Linked DNA regions of Mus musculus: all the other regions are linked to region 3. Evidence: chromatin contacts called from public Micro-C and promoter capture Hi-C data. All regions are on one chromosome and are shown on one strand. The core of a region is the stretch at or near the end of the contact, and the rest is flanking DNA. Distances in the headings are between cores, read along the strand shown.

Region 1 (4,028 bases), core at 498-2,997, 2.3 Mb after region 3:
TTAGCAACGTGAACACACAAATACATTTTAGACATTGAGTTATAACCAGCTAAGTTGACTGTTCGGTTTGCCCCAGCGTTGGCCACAGGGAGATCTTTAGTTGGCTCCTGAGTCACCTTTGAGATTAGCCCCAGAATGTGGGGGGTTTGTTTTGTTTTTGAGCACATTCTTACACCCTTTCATTTGTAAATAACCCAAATCCCCCTAGCAGTTGACTTTAGGAAAACCAACAATACTCTCTCTCACACAGATAATCAGAAAAGGGGAACCGAGTCTCTCCAGCAGGGGGTGAGGGCAGCATCTGGGGCCAGCAGATTGAATGAGACACCTGCCGGCCCTCCTGCAGTTTAAAATCACACAAATAGTCATTGGTCAATTTTGGATTTAAACACAAATCTGTGAGGCTCAGATCTGTTGTTTGTCCTACCTCAAGCTGCACACAATAGAGAGCCTTGGAGGGTAAAACCCTCCACAGAGCAATGCAGCTTAACTCAAAGGCTGGCAAGGGAGCTGCTCTCCAAAAGATGCTAACTTCTTTAAACTACTTTAATCCCAAAGGCGATGAGCTATTTTTGGTAGTCAGTTTCTGATTTCTCAATAAAGGTCACAATCACAAACATAAACGTTGAAGGTGGCACAACTTTCATCCTTTCCTAGTGCATCTTTTTAGATTTCACCTTCCCAATTCCCCCAATATGTACTTTGTATTTTGCTATGCAATCCCTATTTATGTAACAGACATACTCTACCATATTGTTACTTTAGCTGCTGGGCTAACTCACATGAAACCAATCTAAAAGCTTAGGTACTCCAAAGCCTTCAAGCAAGTCCTGGGGTCCCTGTCCTGCTCTGCAGTGTGGATGCCTTACCATGGACCTCTGGACTATCTAGTGTCAGGGACACTGCAACCCCGCCCTTCCTCGATTTATTGTTATTACCACAGTAAAGCACTTGTGTTTCTGGATGGATGTTCGGGTTGGGGGGAGGGGTAGGGGACAAAGCCAAGCAGGTAGATGCACTCATATAGTGAGGGCATTCCTTTCTTTATAAAATTACTTTGGGGGAAACAGTATTTGTGTAGTGAAATCAATGTAGTTGGTAAAGACAACGAAGGAAAAGAAGATGAAGATACCAGTTGCCTCTGTGGTGCTAGTGTGTTGCTTTCTGAAGCCTCTTCTAGGCATCCCTGTCTGAACGTGAAAAAATAATTTGCACCTTTGCTCCGCTGGCTAAATAGTAAAAGAAGCTGGAGGAAAAGAGACTAAGAAAATACTTTTTTTTTTTTTCCTTTTAAAGTCCACACTGAACTTCCACAGTTTATGCTAGGATGCTTTAGTTTTTAGGGAAATCGAGTCACGGGATTATTTGGTGAAGTTTACGAGGAGGGAAGGAGCCATTTCTCTGGAATGGGGGCATATAGCTTTAAGTCAGTGTGCCATTCTGTTTGAGATACATCTCATTACTCGCCAAAGTCAGTACTGGGAAGGTCTAAATGTCGACGTGGTCCCACATCGTCGTTGTGTATCATGTTTTCCCTCTTGATTTTTATTTGTGCAGCTTTAGAGAAACATCAACAGAGCCCGCACAATGTCAGAGCACTTTGGCTGATTAAACCATCCTCCGTAGTGGATGGTTGTGAAGAGGAGGGACCAAGGACCCCCCATCATTGGACCGCGTCAGGAGGACGTGGCTCCAGCCCGAGGAACGGCAAAGAAGGATATATAGCTGCGCACTTCTCAGAGAAACTTAAAACACCAAGTGCTCCTTGCCAAAGGGTGTTAGAAAGAAAAAGCAGAAAAGAACAAGGAAGCCTAACCTAGGAGCGCTCCAGTTTCCCAGCAGACTCATCCTTGCTAACTCACCCATCCCAAACCAGGTGAGCTGCCCCCACGTCCGTCCCCTCCTCTCCCTCTTCCCTCCTATCCTCCATGAACTCAGCAAGAGCTGGGCACCTTCGTTCCACTCCACCGCCCAGTCCTCTAAGTTCCGACCAGGATGAGGTGGAGATCGACGTGCTGGCAGAGGAGGAAGATGGAGATCAGACGGAAGAAGAGGATGACGAGGAGGAGAGCCATAAGTGCCTGGAGCGATCCCTGCAGAGGCCCGGAGCCCGCACTCTTGCAGGGAGGAGCGCGGGGGACTGCGGCGATCTGAGTAACTCCTCCGGGTTCCTCCGCAAGTTCCGAGCACCACGGACCCCGGCGACCACCACAGCCGACGGCCCGCAGCCCGCCAAACCCCCGTACTCCTACATCGCGCTCATCACCATGGCCATCCTGCAGAGCCCGCACAAGCGCCTGACGCTCAGCGGTATCTGCGCCTTCATCAGCGGCCGCTTCCCCTATTACCGCCGTAAGTTCCCCGCCTGGCAGAACAGCATCCGCCACAACCTGTCGCTCAACGACTGCTTCGTCAAGATCCCTCGCGAGCCGGGCCACCCGGGCAAGGGCAACTATTGGAGCCTGGACCCCGCCTCCCAGGACATGTTCGACAACGGCAGCTTCCTCCGGCGCAGGAAGCGCTTCAAGCGCCACCACCCGCCCTCGGGAGGCCACCCGCACTGCCCTTTCCCTCCACCCGCTGTGCCCGCCACCCTGCACGTCTCCCAGCCCAGCCTCCTGCTCCGCTACTCTGCCCCACCACAGCCTAACCTCGCAGCTCATCCCGCTGCCCCGCCTCGGAGTCACCCGTGCGCCCCGCTGCATCCGCATCCCATGCGCTACCTGCTGCTCGCGGCCCCGGCCTATGGCGACAACCCTAGAAAAGCGGAAGGCGCGGACCCCGCCACCCCCTTAGCCATTCCCGCGCTGCAGCCCGTACTGGGTTCCCAGCCTTGGGAGAGAGACCAGAGCTCTGGAACTCGGTCCGGACGCGGGTGCGCTTCGTTCACCATCGAGAGCATCATGCAGGGGGTTACAGGAGGAGGAACTGGGTCTGCGCAGAGTCCGTCCTTTGCTCCGTGGAGCTACTGCCACCTGCTGCAACATCCACCGTGCCTGCTGCACCCCCAGGCCGCTTCCCCTTTGTTTCACATGTCCGCAGGTTCCCGGACAATATTGCCTCAGCAGCCGCAACCGCCGCTGCCGCTGCAGCAAGAACAGCATCACTGTGCCATTAGCTGCGCTCCCGGTAAAGGCGTGCGGTTAGGCCAGCACCTGTCCGCCGTTGCGGCGCTGCTGAGGCAACAGCCTGCAGCTGACGACGGTAGGCTGACAACCCTGGCCGCTCTTTCGGGCCGAGAGGGGACCTTGCCCGAATTTTAAGCAGCACCCAGGCCCAGCCTCCAGGCTGGGTCGCCTTGGCACACCTGGAGCCAAGTGGCAAAATGGAACCACTTTCTAGGTTTGCACCACCCGCCTGCTAGGCTTGTGCGTAGAAAGCCAGCAGCGGAGTGCGCACTAAGTCCTTCCAAATTGTTACAAATGTGTTCTGCTCGCTTGACAACACAAAAGTGGGAAAATCCTGGATCTACAAGTCTTGCTTGGTCTTGTCCGCTTCGGTTGTGGCTTCCACGGTTTTCCCGACTTACATACTTCCCGAGGACCTATGACTATGAAAGTGAGTGAGGTGTTTTGCTGTTAATAAAAACAAAACAGTCTGCAATACAAAACATCACCATCCACATTGCTTAGGAACTGCCAGTGTTCCCAGTGGCGACTGCGACTGCGAATGCGTACATGCTCCGAAACCCGTAGGTAATACAAATAGGGTAATTTCATAACATTTATCTCTTGTATATACGACGTGTCCTACTCCAACGGGGAGTGTTAAAACTAAGCCTAGTTATAGAGATTGAATAAAATACGAAACTACAATGCTACATCGCTTGTTTCCTATGTCTCGTTATTTGCTTTCATAAATGAAATTTTAAAAAAATTTCTATTCTTATCTCACAATTCGTTTTTATGATTTATATCCATTAGAGAAATCGGGGACGACACGTTTTAAATATGGGCTTTAAAAGTTCCAACTATTTGAGGGCCAAAGTTTATCTTATAAACTAGTTTTAATTCTAACGAATTAAATTT
Region 2 (4,340 bases), core at 534-3,033, 2.1 Mb before region 3:
AGCACTTGTTGCTCCTTCAGAGAACCTGAGTTTGGTTCCCAGCACCCATGTCAGGTAACCATTTGATCTGACACCCTCTTATGGCTTCAATAGGCACTACACATACCCATACATATATTTAAATATAAAAGCCAATTAAAAAAAAAGAAATGTGGTACATATGCACAATGAAATTTGAATACATTTATGAAGAAAAAACCCACAAAATTATGACCTTTGTAGGAAAATGGATACAAGTGTATATTATGTTAAATAAAGTACATTTGATTCAGAAAGACAAATATTTTATGACAATGTTCTGGAGTAAAATTAATAGTATGGGATTCTAGTAAATACATCTGAAATTAATTTTATAATATTAGAACTTATTCACTCAAAATTAGGCATGCAAATAATTTTTTTTCAGTTAAATAAATCCATTCAGCCATTATCCTGCTAATAATAGTGTGTAGCAGTTAAGAATGCATTCCCAGGCAGTGGGATGCTTTCGCGGGTTAAGGCACTTGCTGCCAAGCCTGACAATGTGACAACGATCTTGGGGTCCCATATGGTGCATGGAGAGAACTGGATCCAACTTATACACACACATCAGCAGTAAATAAACATCATAATAATAATAATAATATAATAATAATAATGGTGATGATAATTTATTGTAAAAAAGAATGTGCTCATATAAATAAATTAAGGCAATTTTTACCGGGAACCGGATACTAAATGATGCTTTTATGTACATGTAGAATCTAGACTTAAAACTATGTATTTGTGTGTTTATATATGTGTATGCTTAAATGTTTGTGTTTGTAGGTCATGAAACTACAAAAGGGATTCCGAGAGGGATGAGTGCTTAAAGAAGGTAGGAGGCAATCAATTAATAGAGGACATGTAATTAAAAAAAAGCAAAAAGGGGAATTACTAAAGGCAGGAACTGGGAGAGGGTGGTTAAGGGAGGCGAGTAAGAGAGAGTGAAGTACAGTGCGATAGATGTGAGAAGACACCGCGATGGAATGAGTAATTTTTAAAAAGGGTTTATTTATTTTATTTGATATGTATGAGTGTTTGCTTGCATGTCTGTATATGCACCACGAGTATGACTGGTACTGAACCGGAGTTACAGACTACCATGTGCTGCTTTGTTGGTACAGGGAAGCGACCCCGGATCCTCGGCAAGAGCAAGTTCTCCTAACTGCCAAGACATCTCTCTAGTTCCAGTACCAATTTTTTAAAGTTAAAAAATATAATCCATGAAGGAGATAAGTTTCTCCGAAGGGAAGAAATGGCTCCTGTAAACACTAGGCAAAAAGAAGATCACATTCCAGGTGTGGGGGGGATGCTGCATCTCAGAGTCCTAGGTTCTCATATTTCATGAGGCAGTTTCTTGGAGCGCACGACAAGGAAAATGAATGAATAAAGTCAGAGAAAGAAGACATTTTAAAACTTGCATTTCTGAGGCCAAAAGAGCCTGTTAATTTCAACTTTGACGACAAGGAAAATGAATGAATAAAGTTAGGAAAAGAAGACATTTTAAAACTTGCATTTCTGAGGCCAAAAGAGCCTGTTAATTTCAACTTTCTGCAAGCCGGAAGTCCATGTAAGCCTGGAACACCCCGCACCTAACCAAAGTGTTCTGGAGAAGATTGCCTGCGAGGGAGGGCAACCCGAGGGCGGTGCGGAGAGGGGCGTGGCTGGGGGCGTGGTGGGTGGCGAAGGCGGGGCGGGGCGGGGCGGGGCGGGGGCGGGGCGACGGCCGTTGCAGCGCGCCCGGCCCTGTGGCGGAGCCCAGGGATGAAGCAGCTGTGCTGTTCTTGTCTGTTGTGGCTTGGACTCCTACTGACTCCTTTCTCCAGGGAAGAGGAAGAGGAATCCAGACCCAGGAAGCTGTGCGGCAGGCACCTGCTGATAGAAGTTATAAAACTCTGTGGCCAAAGTGACTGGAGCCGGTTCGAGATGGAGGAGCAAAGTCCTATGACACAGTTCTTTCCCCACTACTCACGCAAGGGCAAAGCCTTCAACCCTCACCCTTCTTCCTCCGCCTGGAGAAGATTCACAAACCCAGGTAAAACTCTGAAGGGAAGGCTTGGTAGCTTATCAGTGTGCAAACTCCTCTTTTCTTATCCTTGACTTTGCTCTGCCAGTGAATTTCTGTAGGAAATAGAATTTGTACCTAGTGTACGTGTGAATACAGTTTTAAAAACCATACAGACTTATATGAAGTTCACTTTAGACTTAGAAGAAATAATTTGTTCAGAGTAGGCCTTATTAAAAAGATGGCCTTAGGTTTCATGTATACCCCAAATTCCGTGTGTTATAAGCTTAATCTCCAGGGCAGCGTTAGGAAGTGAAGTGAGGGAATTAAATTTTCTTGAAACGGAGTCAGGCCATTATCACAGAAGTGGATTGTCCTGAGTGAATCTGTTGCAAGATCACTTCATCCTCCTTTTCCGGCACCTCCGCTATGGGATGATGCTACAGGAAAAGTCCTTGGACCCTGGAGCATCTTCAAATCACGAGTCAAATAAATTCTTGCTCATTTGAAATTAACCACTGTCGGGGGCATTGTCAGAAGATAGATATAGGTGATGAGGAACTAGTCACATAGATAGGATGGGATGGGATTGGGGGCGTTTATTTAGAGGAAAAGTTTATTTAGGGGAAAGACACTGCTGTCTGAATTATACGGGGAAGAGCGAGGAGGTCAGGATGTGCTGAACAGGAGGGGAAAAGAAGCAACAGCGTAGGGCAGTAAGGTTCGTCCAGAAGGGCTGAGAGAGGGAGAGCAAAGCCAACGGAGCAATTCATGTGAAGTGAAAACTTAATAAAGGGCACAGGGAAGGACAAGGGCGGATGAGATGAGTCTCGGCATGGATAGCTCATCGATGCAGATAGGTAGATTGTAGTATGGGGACAGATGAAGCTTCTCTGTGGTTTGCAGCAGCACTGAAGGTGAACTAGCGTGCTGAATTGCATAGAGATCTCGTGGTCTTGACCTACCCTTGCCATTCTGATATTAGCCTTTCTCCTATGTTGTAAAATGTGTTTGTAGATTCCCTTAACTAATTTTATAGTTTTTTTCAAAGCAGTGTTTGTAAGTGAAGCAACTTATCAGAACTTTAAAAAAAAATCAATGTTCTTACTTGACTTGGAAATAAGGAATTAATGAGAGTCATAAAATGAAGTGGAACTGCTTGTAAACTACTTTCCTTTGCAACTAGGTGGAATTCACCCCTAAAACCATCTATGTGTGACTAGTTTTGCTTTCGATCTCTTTGTCATCGATGTGCGTAGCTTTCATATATCTGTGTCTGTCAAGATTTTCATAGGAATTCATTTCTGTTTGATTTCAAATGTTACAGAATTAATAACCATGTATTACCTAGACTATTTCCTCTTTTCTTACTGCATTTTGCTCCCTTTAATCTTTGCTTTTTTTGTTTAGTTATAACTCTGTCTTACTCACTGTAATAGCAGAAAAGGACGGGAAGCCACGCCCTCCAGCTTCAGGGGACAGAGCGAGCCTGGCAAAACCTCACACTGCAAGTGGGGGTTGGAAAGAAAGACCCAGTGATAGATTCAGAAAGGCCAAGAATCCACGCAGACTCTGACCTCCTCTATTTCCCTTCTTTCCCTTTTCTTCCTCCTCCTCGTCCCTCTCCTTCTTTTTGCCCATTTGTATTTGTGTTCCTTTATTCTATGACAAGCCTCATGCAATCTTTTCAGTCTTGAAACTCACTCTTTCTCCTCTTCCTCCTCCCCTCCTTCTTCCACCTTCTCTCTCTCTCTTTCTCCTCCACCACCTCGTCTTCCTCCTCTGTCTCTGCTTTCTCCTCCTCTTCCTCCTCCTCCTCCTCCTCCTCCTTCTCTTCTAATTTCAAACTACAGAAATGTGACTGAGCCAATTAGTTTCCCCACACACCATGGATTATCCTCCCCCATAAAGATTTCCTTCTTTGAGCTTACAGTGGGGTTACAGGATGCAGAGTGCAGCTCACAGAGCTGAATCTCTGGTTAAAGCCTTGGCGGGGGGGGGGGGGGATTCTCCTCCTAGGCAGTATTAAATGTGACCACAGTAGACATCCACAATGTCTCTGGATAATTACATCCAGGAGTTATTTCAGCTTCTATCATCCAGTAATATCATCCAATAATGCTGAGTTAGACAATGTAACAATAACTCTGCACTTGGAGCACAATGCCACTGCATACTTCTTTACATTTCGTTAAAGAACAAAGTGCTTCTATTAACCACCTAGTTATAACATACACATAGAAGACAGACTGATCGGAAATAATCAAAGGCAGACACTGTAAACAAACAAACTGAACACGGGGTTTAATGGTTA
Region 3 (3,939 bases), core at 462-2,961:
ATCTTATCACCTGCTCTGGAAAGTTGTGTGACCCAAGATGGGGTGCTGGAAACACACAGGGCTCCAAAGCCAGTGTGCCGACCCCCTGGGACTCGACAGTAGTCACCCCGCCCTCCCCAAGCTCCAGTCACACGCTCCAGCTCCACACCTTCGGGCCGTATTGTGCAGAATAAAGGCTAATTACAGTCACTACACTGGGACTCAGTTTCTCTGGGGGAAAGTGTTGCCCAGAATGAGGCTCGGCAAAGTAACCTGATTAAGTCTTGATCCCACTCCCCTCCCCCGTTCAGTTATCTCAGAGACCCCAGAGGTTTTTAAAAGCCGCAGTAGCTGCGGAATCCCCGGGGATGGGAGAAAGAAAAGCACTCGGAGGACAGTCCAGTTGAAAGCCACTCTTGGAGCCCGAGAGACGGCCCGGCGCCTGGGGAGTCTCAGTCCCGGGCGCAGGCTGCGTACTTGTCATGGCTCGGCCTCCAGGCTGCCGCCCACCGAACGTGCGCTTGCTCACGGCAGCGCGAGGACTCCCGGCTCGGCCGGCACCTGGCGCCCGGTGTCCTCGGAGACGCCCACCTTCACCCACTGTGCGCTCTCAACCCTGCTTAAGTCTGAGGGGCGCACTCGGGCTTCCAGGCCCCGTGCTCTGCCACGGTCCTAACAGCCCGCCTGGCAGAGGAGGCAGAACCATTGTTCAGTGGCTCCAAAGCCCACATCCCCTAGCCCTTGTCAATGGGGGGTGAAAACCATGTAAAACAGAGGTTCTGGGAAGAAGGGGGACACAGAAGAATGACAACAAGTTCAAGGGACGCTTTAGGACACCCTAAACCCCACCGTCCCCCGGGCCTGGCTCCCAGTAACCTCGGCTCTGACAGCTCAGAGGCGCCACCCGGGTGGGGAGGGGAGGCAGGAGAGGAGCGTGGAGAGGCGCCTGCTAGGAGGGGATGGGCAAGAGGAGCCCCGGGGTCCCCCAGAACGCGGCGATCGCGGACGCCTCGGCTTGTTTCGGGCCGAGTGCGGAGGGGCGCGTCCCCACTCACCGCTTGCAGTGGCGCCGCTGTCCCGGGGCGCCCAGCACAGCGCGAGCAGCAGCCACAGCGCCCAGCGCGCGGACGTGCCCATGCTGCCCGCCCGGATGGTGCCTCCGTCGCGCCGTCGTTGTCGCCGTTCGCTCCGCACAACAAGTTACCAGCCCTTCGGAGAGGAAGAAGGAGGTGGGGGCGGGGAGGGAGGAGACGAGGAGGAGGGGGAAGGAGTGAAGAGCCGGGAGCACGGAGAGCACGCAAGGAGCGGGCACCCTTTCCCTGCAACTTGCACACTCTACTCCCCGCCAGCCACCCACCCAACCACCCACCCGGTCACCTCCCCCGCCGCGGCCGCGGTGTGCGCGCGGACCCTGCGGGCGGAAAATAATGCAGGCGTTGCAGAGAAGGGGAGGGAGAGGGGAGGGAACGGCGCGGGAGGAGGGGGCGGGGAGCCCGTTCGCCACCGAGGACAGCTCAAGTGAGCGGTTTGGGGGCAACCACCCGGGCGGCCGCAGGAGCGCGGCCGAGCGGCGCGGGGACCCCAGCGGGGGAGCTCAGCCCAGCAGCTCAGGCACGCACCGCTCTCCCGCGCGCAGTGAGGAGGGTGCGGGGGCAAGTGGCAGCGTGCGTGCGTGAGTGGCTGGGGCTGGGGCTGTCGCCGCCGCCATCCGGATGGCTCCAGGGGCTCGACTGCTCCGCGCGTTGGCCCGGGGCTCACGGGGGACCCGGGGCGGCCGCTGGTTGGCTCGCGCACCGTCCTCACCTCCAATCCCGGGTGCCTGTCCTAATTTCCTGATCCAGGGAACCTGCGGCCGCAGCAGCTGTGCGCTCCCTAGCTCCCTACAGTTGCTACTGTACCCTCCTGGCGCCTTGGCTAGGAGCGCTGATGCAACTATTGCTGCTCTTGCCACCGCCTCCAGGCTTGATGGGGCTGGCAGTTGAGGGGTCTGGGGGGCAGCAAGGAACCCTTTTCCTCCCTCTCCTGAGCCCCTAGGAAGGGCTGATGTAGTGAGGTCGGTAGGTAGCATCTTCCGGGGGACTCTTCTTTCCAACCTGAAAGTGATGAAGAGGAGGGGTGCGAAAGCTCCGCTGTTCTGCTGTGGGGTTCGGAGTCCCATCTCAATGGCAAGCTGAGATGCCATTTTGTTAAAAATTAAATGTGGCTTTAAGTAAGAGTGTGTGAAAGAGAAAGAGAGAAAGAACAAGAGCGCTCCCGCGGTTGTGGCTTGTCCTCTGTAATAGAACAAGACTAAAATAACCGAGTCTGGGATGGGGAGGAGGGAAATTGCCAGCGCAGCTCTGCATTCTCTCATCAACGATTAGAGTTAATTGCTAATTGCACAAAATGATAGTTTGAGGGCCTGTAATTAAAAGCTTAACCTTTTTCTGGTTGGAGGAAGGGGACCCCGGTAGATTTATTCTTGGTATAGTTTGTAACGTTCAATTATAAGCATTGTGGAGGGAAAGAAGTCAACCCTCCCAGAGAGGATAGATTGGAGGGAGGTGGGTGCCAGACAGGACCTAAGTTTATGGTTTGTTCTTAGTGTACTTCAGTTTTCTTGAACACATCGCCTTGGTTGAGATGCTTTCTGTGGTATACCACAGATTTTTCCAAATTATTTCACCTGTTAATATGTGTGTATGTGCTTCTGTTTTATAAGTTGCTGTACCTCGAATGAATCAAAGTTGACAGATTTCAGATTCCATGTCCTAGCTTCCTTCTGGCATTGTAATGTCACCTTGGTTCTCTTGAGCAGTTCTCTGGGGACAGTCTACTAGGAGAGATGTTCTCATGTACCCAGGAGACCCTGGGGGTAATTCTCAGCCAGGGTACATTTTGATCGGTGTAATTTAGCCTCATTGTGATGGATAATCTCACATGCAGATGGGGTCTTTCAAAGCTGCTCACTGTGGATGCTGTTGTGTATAATCAGAGGGTAGGAGATGGGCGGAAACTGCATGGTGAACACGTGATCACAGCCAGTACCAGTCCACAGACCAAGTTTGAGGGGGATGGTCTAACTTTCGTATCCCTGGGGCTTGAAAAGCTCATAGTCACTTTACACCTGATGAAATGGGTGGGGGACATAGGTGAAGTCAATAAATAGTCAATATGAACAGGCTCCATAGTTAACTGAGACGTCACAAGCTTGTTTTCAATGTTTTACTTGAGAGAGAAAGGTACACGACAAGGGAAACATTGATACGGCACATAAGACTTAACTTTGACAAACATGTATTATGCTTTCTAGCATAAATAAACTGTTGGTAAGCCAAGTTATGGCTCTACACTCAACCTGGTGGCTTTTTTGGTCTATCATTCGACTGCCTCTGCCTCTGTGTAACTTCAAAGGATAAAAACAAACCACTCCCTTTTCTGTGCCTGCCATCTGACCTGTAAACTGAAATCAGAAACAACCCACATGATACTCAAAATCATCTGTGGCCTCAAGAAGCAGGTCTCTTTCAGACCAACCTATTAGAGGCTGAAAGAAGTTCCAAAGGACGAATGCATATAATTAACATAGAGAGTAACTGATAACTAAGAGAATAAATTAATCTCGAGTAGATAACGTGGGCAAACGAACAGAGGCCTTCAGGTAACTATGTGAGTAGTGCTATTTACTTCCACAATCCACCGAGTGAACTAGTGTGTCCAAACAGCACACACACTGAGCAGTGCTGGGTTCTATGCTATGTAAGGCAACCGCCATGGGTCAATACTTAGCTGAGGAGGCCATGGGAGCTGGTCAAGGTAAGAGAGACATGTTGAAAATTACAGCACTGTTTTACATGCGGCACTGTGTTCCAAAGTTGTTTCAGATGCTGTAGAATACAGAGATGCGACTGTAGCTGTGGCTGAGGCTGTTACTCAGTGGTGGATTGCTTGCCTAGCATGCAAAGGTTGTCCATTCCATCT

Evidence for each region. Promoter capture Hi-C pulls out the DNA fragments that hold promoters and counts their contacts. A called contact is a pair of places that touch in the nucleus more often than the background predicts.
Region 1: a contact with region 3 is called in a Micro-C map of embryonic stem cells, with 12 times the contacts expected there. A contact is called at or near these places in 1 of 39 promoter capture datasets (embryonic stem cells) and 2 of 484 Hi-C or Micro-C datasets (both in embryonic stem cells).
Region 2: a contact with region 3 is called in a promoter capture Hi-C map of embryonic stem cells, with 3 times the contacts expected there. A contact is called at or near these places in 1 of 39 promoter capture datasets (embryonic stem cells) and 1 of 130 datasets of targeted methods (astrocytes).

What each region holds. Positions count from the first base shown.
Region 1 is chr19:24,898,735-24,902,762 of GRCm38.p6, reverse strand. It overlaps Foxd4 (forkhead box D4), which reads left to right and starts at 1,747. Exons shown (of 1, transcript NM_008022.3): 1 at 1,747-3,820. The coding sequence starts at 1,929. The coding sequence ends at 3,263.
Region 2 is chr19:29,322,761-29,327,100 of GRCm38.p6, reverse strand. Insl6 (insulin-like 6) reads left to right here and starts at 1,783. Exons shown (of 2, transcript NM_013754.1): 1 at 1,783-2,056. The coding sequence starts at 1,786.
Region 3 is chr19:27,214,792-27,218,730 of GRCm38.p6, reverse strand. Vldlr (very low density lipoprotein receptor) reads right to left here and starts at 1,711. Exons shown (of 18, transcript NM_001161420.1): 1 at 1,035-1,711. The coding sequence starts at 1,116. All of the region lies in intron 3 of Gm35438 (a long non-coding RNA gene), which reads left to right.